Linked DNA regions of Sus scrofa: region 1 is linked to region 2. The links are chromatin contacts, called in public HiChIP or PLAC-seq maps. All regions are on one chromosome and are shown on one strand. The core of a region is the stretch at or near the end of the contact, and the rest is flanking DNA. Distances in the headings are between cores, read along the strand shown.

What was found. HiChIP or PLAC-seq counts read pairs in DNA pulled down with a chosen protein or histone mark.
Region 1: an H3K27ac HiChIP or PLAC-seq map of skeletal muscle shows a contact between it and region 2. The contact joins the promoter of MISP3 here to the promoter of ADGRE5 in region 2. A contact is called at or near these places in 2 of 2 datasets of contacts at active chromatin or transcription factors (alveolar macrophages and skeletal muscle).

Annotation. Positions count from the first base shown.
Region 1 is chr2:65,108,442-65,111,564 of Sscrofa11.1, reverse strand. It overlaps MISP3 (MISP family member 3), which reads left to right and starts at 1,491. Exons shown (of 3, transcript NM_001244869.1): 1 at 1,491-2,606. The coding sequence starts at 2,039.
Region 2 is chr2:64,860,562-64,863,559 of Sscrofa11.1, reverse strand. ADGRE5 (adhesion G protein-coupled receptor E5) reads left to right here and starts at 1,464. Exons shown (of 18, transcript NM_213925.2): 1 at 1,464-1,605. The coding sequence starts at 1,566.

The DNA of each region.
Region 1 (3,123 bases), core at 242-2,741, 250 kb before region 2:
CTTGAGACGTAGGAGGAAAATCAGGAAGATGATGTGCTTGAAGACCAAGAAGCTAATGGAGAAGAAATCATTAGCTTTCCTAAAGAGGGAGGAGCTAGTGACTGGGTCACACATGTCCTTGGACAGAGGAGGTTCAATGGCATGGTGGAACCGAGGATCCAGTAAGCCTGGCTAGAAGAGGGACAGGAGGTCATAAAGTGGAGTCCACTGTAGAGACAACTCATTCCAGAAGTATGGTATTAATCTGCATCACCTCCCAAGTGAGTAAGCATTATTACCCCCATTTTACAGACAACGAAACTGAGCCTTGGAGAAGGCTGACAATTAGCTCAGGTCGTGAGCGGGATGGAACCCAGGTAGGTACACCAATTGGACCAATGGAGTCAGAGGGAGGAGGGTAGCAGCTTGAGATTGGGATCCAGGAGAAAGTAGAGTGGGAGGGTGGATGGAAAGGGGAGTCATCAGAGTAGGCAGAGATTTGGGGGATAATAATCAGATTATTGGGGGGTTCCAGAGGCTATGTAGCTCCCACTTTCTCTAGGTAACTCTTTCTTCCTGGTCACCCCAGAATGGTGGGGGGTGTGGAGGTGGGTTTTGGAACTAACCCAGGGAAAGAAAGTAGAAAATGTCTCTGCGGGTGCCTCTCCCCGCTTGCTTGGGGCATCGATCCTGGCGTTGAACGCCACAGTCTGGCCCCAACTGCAGGGAGCTGCTTCCTTCCACAAGCCTGGATTCTTCTGTGGGCCTACCCAGGCATCTGGGCCCAAGGTGACCGCCTTTCAAACCTCAGCCGTTTGGCTGAGCCCTGGGCGCTCCGTGTGTGCGTCCCTCCCTCATACCTCAATCTGGGAGTGCACTTGGTGTCAGAGGCCTCACGGACTTCTCCGGAAGTGGATGAGACAAATGGCCCTCTGGGTTTGGCGGGGGCGCAGGCGCACCGCTCGGAGCCATGCTGTGCCCAGGCACTGGGAGAGAGATTGGGGCGCGCGGTGAGGCGGTTCCTGGCGCCCCCTCCAGCCCGAGCTGTGCGCAGCACGGGTGGAACGTGGAAGGACAACCCAGAGGCCCTGGGAGTCGCTGCCCACCGTTTGGCAGAGGCTGGGTGGGACTGACGAGGCCCCGGAAAGATGATTTCGGGGGACACCTCGCCAGAGGACAGTTGTTCAGAGGCCCAGTCAGACGTGCAGCTGGAGCCAAGCCTCCTAGCAATGCAGGGGACGTGGGGACTAAAAGGTGCCAGAGTGGCACCCACTGAATTAACACGGCACTCAGACTGGCACCCTAGGTAGCAGGCTAGGTCTAGAGAAGCCTTTTTCCAAGAAGTCCAGTCCCCCGAGCTGACATGAGGCGCGCCAGCGGACTAAATCCAGTGCCCAGGGAGGCGCCCCGACTCTGGCTCGAGGGCGGGGCCAGGAGTCCTCAGGGCAGGTGCAGGGGGCGGTGCCCGGCCCTGCCCCCAGGGGCCGTTCTTGGAGGCCAGGGGCGGGTCAGAGAGGCGGCCGGTGCGGGCGACGCCTTGGAACCCGCGGGCGGCAACTGCGGCCACAGGTGCGGAGCAGGGCAGTGTGTCCCAGCTCTAGGCATCAGAGCTCTAGCGCTGGGAGTTGAGGCTTCCGAGCTGCTCACAACCCTGGACCCCGAGGCCCCCGGGCCGGAGAGCGGAGCCCTGGGGTCGTCCAAAGCACTGGGCCCTGAGCCCCCCGGGTCAAACCGCGAAATTCCGGGGCCTACTGCTGAGCGGGACACCGAGGTCCCCAGGCCAGGCGGCGAGGTCCCCGTGTCTTCCCAAAACCAGTGCGCAGAGACCCCCAAGCAAGAGCGCGAAGTCTTCCAGCCATCACCGGGGCAGGACGCAGCTGAGGGTTTTGTGAGTCCTGGGCCAGGCAGCGACGACCCTGAGCCGTCTGAAGTGCGAGGAGTGGGGCTCCTGGATCAGTGTCCCTCTCAGGGTTGCGAGACATACTCAGAGTCGGAAGCCCCCCAGCTGCGTTTTCTGCTGCACTCGGAGACCCCACAACAGCCCCGGGAGGAGCCGCTAATGGAGACGCCCATCGAGCGCGAAATCCGCCGCAGCTGCGAACGCGAGGAGAGCCTGCGCCGGAGCCGGGGCCTGAGCCCAGGTCGCGCCGGCCGTGAACTCGTCGAACTGCGCGTGCGGCCGGTGCTCAGCCTGCCGGGCCCCGGCCCCGCGCTCCCGCGTGCCTTGGAGCGCGCTCGGGCGGGCGCGCAGATGCAGCGAGACATCGAGCGGGAGGCCCATCGGCAGGCGGCGCTGGCACGCTCTGCGGTCCCGGAGCAGCGCACCCGGCCGCCGCCGCAGCCTCTGGGCGAGCTCAAGCGCTTCTTCGAGACTGCCGGCTGGTGCGGCTCCACGCCGGCGGCGGAGGGCAGCGCGGGCCAGCAGCGGCTGCCTGAGCCCGGAGGCCGGCCGCGCTCAGCCGTGCAGGGCCGGTGCCCGGTGCTGGCCCGCGCCCCGCCGCCTATCGCGCCATCGTTGCTGGAGCAGGAGGTGCGCGAGGCGAATGAGCGCGAGCGGGAGCTGCAGCGCCAGCGGCTCAGTGTCTACGGCACCGCCGAGTTCAAGGAGCCCGCGCCCAGCCTCACCGGTAAGCCACTGGCGCCCCGACCCTGGGGACTCCCAGGGCTCCAGCCGCCTTCACCCACTGCCCAACTCTAACGGCTCTTTGATACTCATGGTCCGCCTTCCTGGCTCCCAGACTCCTTGGGCCCCCCTCTAACTCTCCTCTCTGTGCCCACCCCTTCTGGGCTACCCATCCCTCGCTCCATCCCTCAGTTGAACTCCCGATCCACCCCACCTAGGCTCACGGTGGGGGAAGGGAAGAGAGTTCCAGATATCTTTGTTGGCTTCCAGGAAACTATCCCTGGGTTCTGGCACACCTGATTCCTCCCTTTAAATTTTTGGGTTCCTACTTCCTCACTCTGGGTTTGTTCGCCTCCCTCCAAACTCAGGTTCCTCCCTCCTCCCTCAGGATGAAAGCCTCTACGAGGAGGAGGGGGGGTGAACGCCTGTGTGTATTTAAGGGGTGCGGTCGGTCTCCTTCGTCCTGGCCGCCTCCAGCTGGTGAGAGGAGGGGCAACCCTAGCTGAGCGTCCCTTCCCCCG
Region 2 (2,998 bases), core at 215-2,714:
GTGCGGCCCTAAAAAGACAAAAGACATAAATAAATAAATAAATAAATAAATAAATAAATAAATAAATAAAAAGAACCTTTAGAAGGTCCCATAGTGGTGCAGCAGAAACAAATCTGACTAGTATCCATGAGGATGCAGGTTCAATCCCTGGCCTCACTCAGTGGGTTAAGGAACCAGCATTGCCATGAGCTGTAGTATAGGTGAGAGACATGGGTCAGATATGGCATTGCTGTGGCTGTGGTATAAGCCAGCGGCTACAGCTCCTATTCAACCCCTAGCCTGGGAACCTCCATATGCCATGGGTGCAGCCCTAAAAAGACAAAAAAAAACCGAGAGAGAGAGAACAGTTATATGTATGTCCTAATTGGAAAACCCTTCTCATTGCCCGAAATAGTCTGTAAACTTAAAAATAAATAATAACGCCAGGAACATAAAACCACGGATTCTAACTGGATATACCCCAGCGCCACCAAGGTGTTAAAGACACATTCGCCCCCAATAGAGACTTTGTCCTGGGTCCTGGGCTCATCAGCAGGGGCCTGGGGACTGAGCTGCCTGCCTTTTAGATCTCTGCTCAGCCACTTGTTAGCTGTGCCTCAACTTCCCCTTCTGCAAAATGGGAATCATAGCAACACCTGCCTCGAAGGTATTTCCAGGCGTAAATGAGTTAAAAATAGAGAACTTTAGGAGAATCAGGCCTGGCTCAGATAATAAGTGCTTTGTAAATAATAGAGTTTTTTAAAAAAAGAATTATTAAATAGCTTCGGAGATAAGCTGGTCACATGACTTATTTGAAAAGGAAACAACTCTCCTGTCATGTGATTCACTGTTGATTAATGCAGTACCCATGAACTGCCAAAATATGAGTTTCCCACCAGGCAAAAGTCTGGCCCAGAATGACCAGCTCCAGGAGCACAGTGGCCCTGGGGTCCTGCAGTTTTCTAGGTGCCTGCCTGGCATCCATGAAGGGCCCCTTTGTGCTCCCCTAGCTCCTGTCTGGACTCTGGCCTCTCTGTGCCTCAGTTTCCTCATCAAGAAAAAGAGGAGGAAGGTCCTGTTAGCTCCAGAGCTGGCCATGGAGAGCAAGCACAGAATAGTCCCCAACTTGGGTGCCCCAAGCTATGTCAGCAGTGACTCCACCCTCCGCAGTCCAAATGCCTCCTGCCCAGAAAAGCCAAGCGGGTCCTGGGCCAGACTCCCCCTTTTGCCCCTGGGATCAGCCAGCTGTTGAACACAGGGGCCAGAGAGCTTGTCAGATGCTGCAAGGGCAGGCTGCACCTCAATACTGCATATGACTCGTGTGTGTGTGTGTGTGTGTGTGTGTGTGTGTGTGTGTGCGCGCGCGCTCGCGCGCGCAGCGTCCCTGGGTCTGTGTTTTTACTGCACTTTCCTGTTGGCTTCCAGCTGCCCCGCCAGTTCCGGGGAGGGCCCTGGGCCAGCGGCTGCCTCCCCACCCCCTCTTATAAAGGCCCGGCGGCCCTCGAGAAAGCCCGCACAGCTGCCCAGCCTGGGGACACAGAGCAGCCCTGCCTTGTCACCTGCTCCCCCCACTGGCAGCTCAGATCATGGGAGGCCCCCACCACGGCGTCTTTCTCCTCTTTCATGGTGAGAATTTCGGGGCCCTGTTGTGGGGCGGGACAGGCAGCGAGGGAGCCCCTGGCAGCAGCTCTCGGTGTCCAGGCGTCCTCTTCCCCGTGGAGAAATGCGCCCCAGGTCGCTCTGGGGCCAGCCTCGGAGGAAGCCGCATGGCCAGGCGGGCACTGAGGGCACGTGGGGAGAGGGGCTGGCAGTGCCGGGCACCTGCACCCAGTGGCAGGATTCCCCAGACTGCTCTAAGAGCCTTCCCTCTCTCCCAGAGAAATCTCTGACCTCTTTACTGGAGCCACTTTGCGGGGTTGCCCCTGAAGTGGGAAAACTGAGGTTTGGGGAAAGGAGAGGGGCAAAAACTAAATGCGGGAGCCCCGCGGACAGCTGCTCTTAACATCGGGCATAAGGGGATGCTGGGGGGCTTGGAGGCCGGGAGGCGGGACTTCTCCACAGCGGAGGTACCCCCATCACCTCCCACACTGTCTCAGTGGCAGGGGCAGCCCCAGAGAAGACCCTCATTCTTGCTCTGGAGACCCAGCTGGGAGCCAGCTGTGGGTTGAAAGGAGTTTTTGCCCTCTGAAGGTTTGAACCTGACTTTTACTATGACTTCCCCTGGGCCTCCCTTCCCGCCCCACCCAGGGTGGCTCTAACGGTTATCTGGGCAGCTCGTTGCCTGAGCAACCAAACAACAAAGAGAATGAAGAAATGGCATTTGGGGTACCATCCAGAGTTTCCCCAGGCCACAAGGGCGGGGGTTCCCTGTGATGACCCTGTGGGCAGCAGGCGTGAACTCAGTGGCCCTGGGCGGGCTCTAAGCAAGGAATTGGTGTCTATGTGGGGCACACTGAGCAGCTGGGGCGGGGGAAGGGGGGGAAGGCGGTGTGTTACTGGAGCCAAATCTGGGAGCCCCTGAGTCTCACTTTCCACCTCAGCAAAATGAGGCAAAACCGCTCTTTACTTTATAAGGTTGTGTTAAGGGTTAAGTGAGTGCGTATACAGGAACTATTCCTGGTTTGCAGGAAGAATTAAGTAAACACTATTATTGTTATTATTACTTCACTGGTGGGTCTGAGGGGTCCTTAGCTGGAGGAGCAAAGAGAGGATGACTGCCCCGCCCCCCACCCCAGGAATCTTACTGCTTGGGGCTGGGCAGGGGGAATGCAAACCAGATGGAACTGGGAGAAGACCAGCAGCTCCTCTCTCGGCTCCTGTTTGGGAGAATTCCAAGGACCCAGATGAAGAACTCCTGGTCTAGGAAGCCTCCGTGGTTGGAGAGCAGAGCCCAGCCTAGCTCTGGCAGAGGGCAAAGTGCACAAGGCACAAAAGAGCTCTCCCACCCCCCCACCCCCCCGCAGGGTCTGGGGACCTTGACCTGCTCCATTCCACCTTCTTCAGGCTAACTCTGTTCACT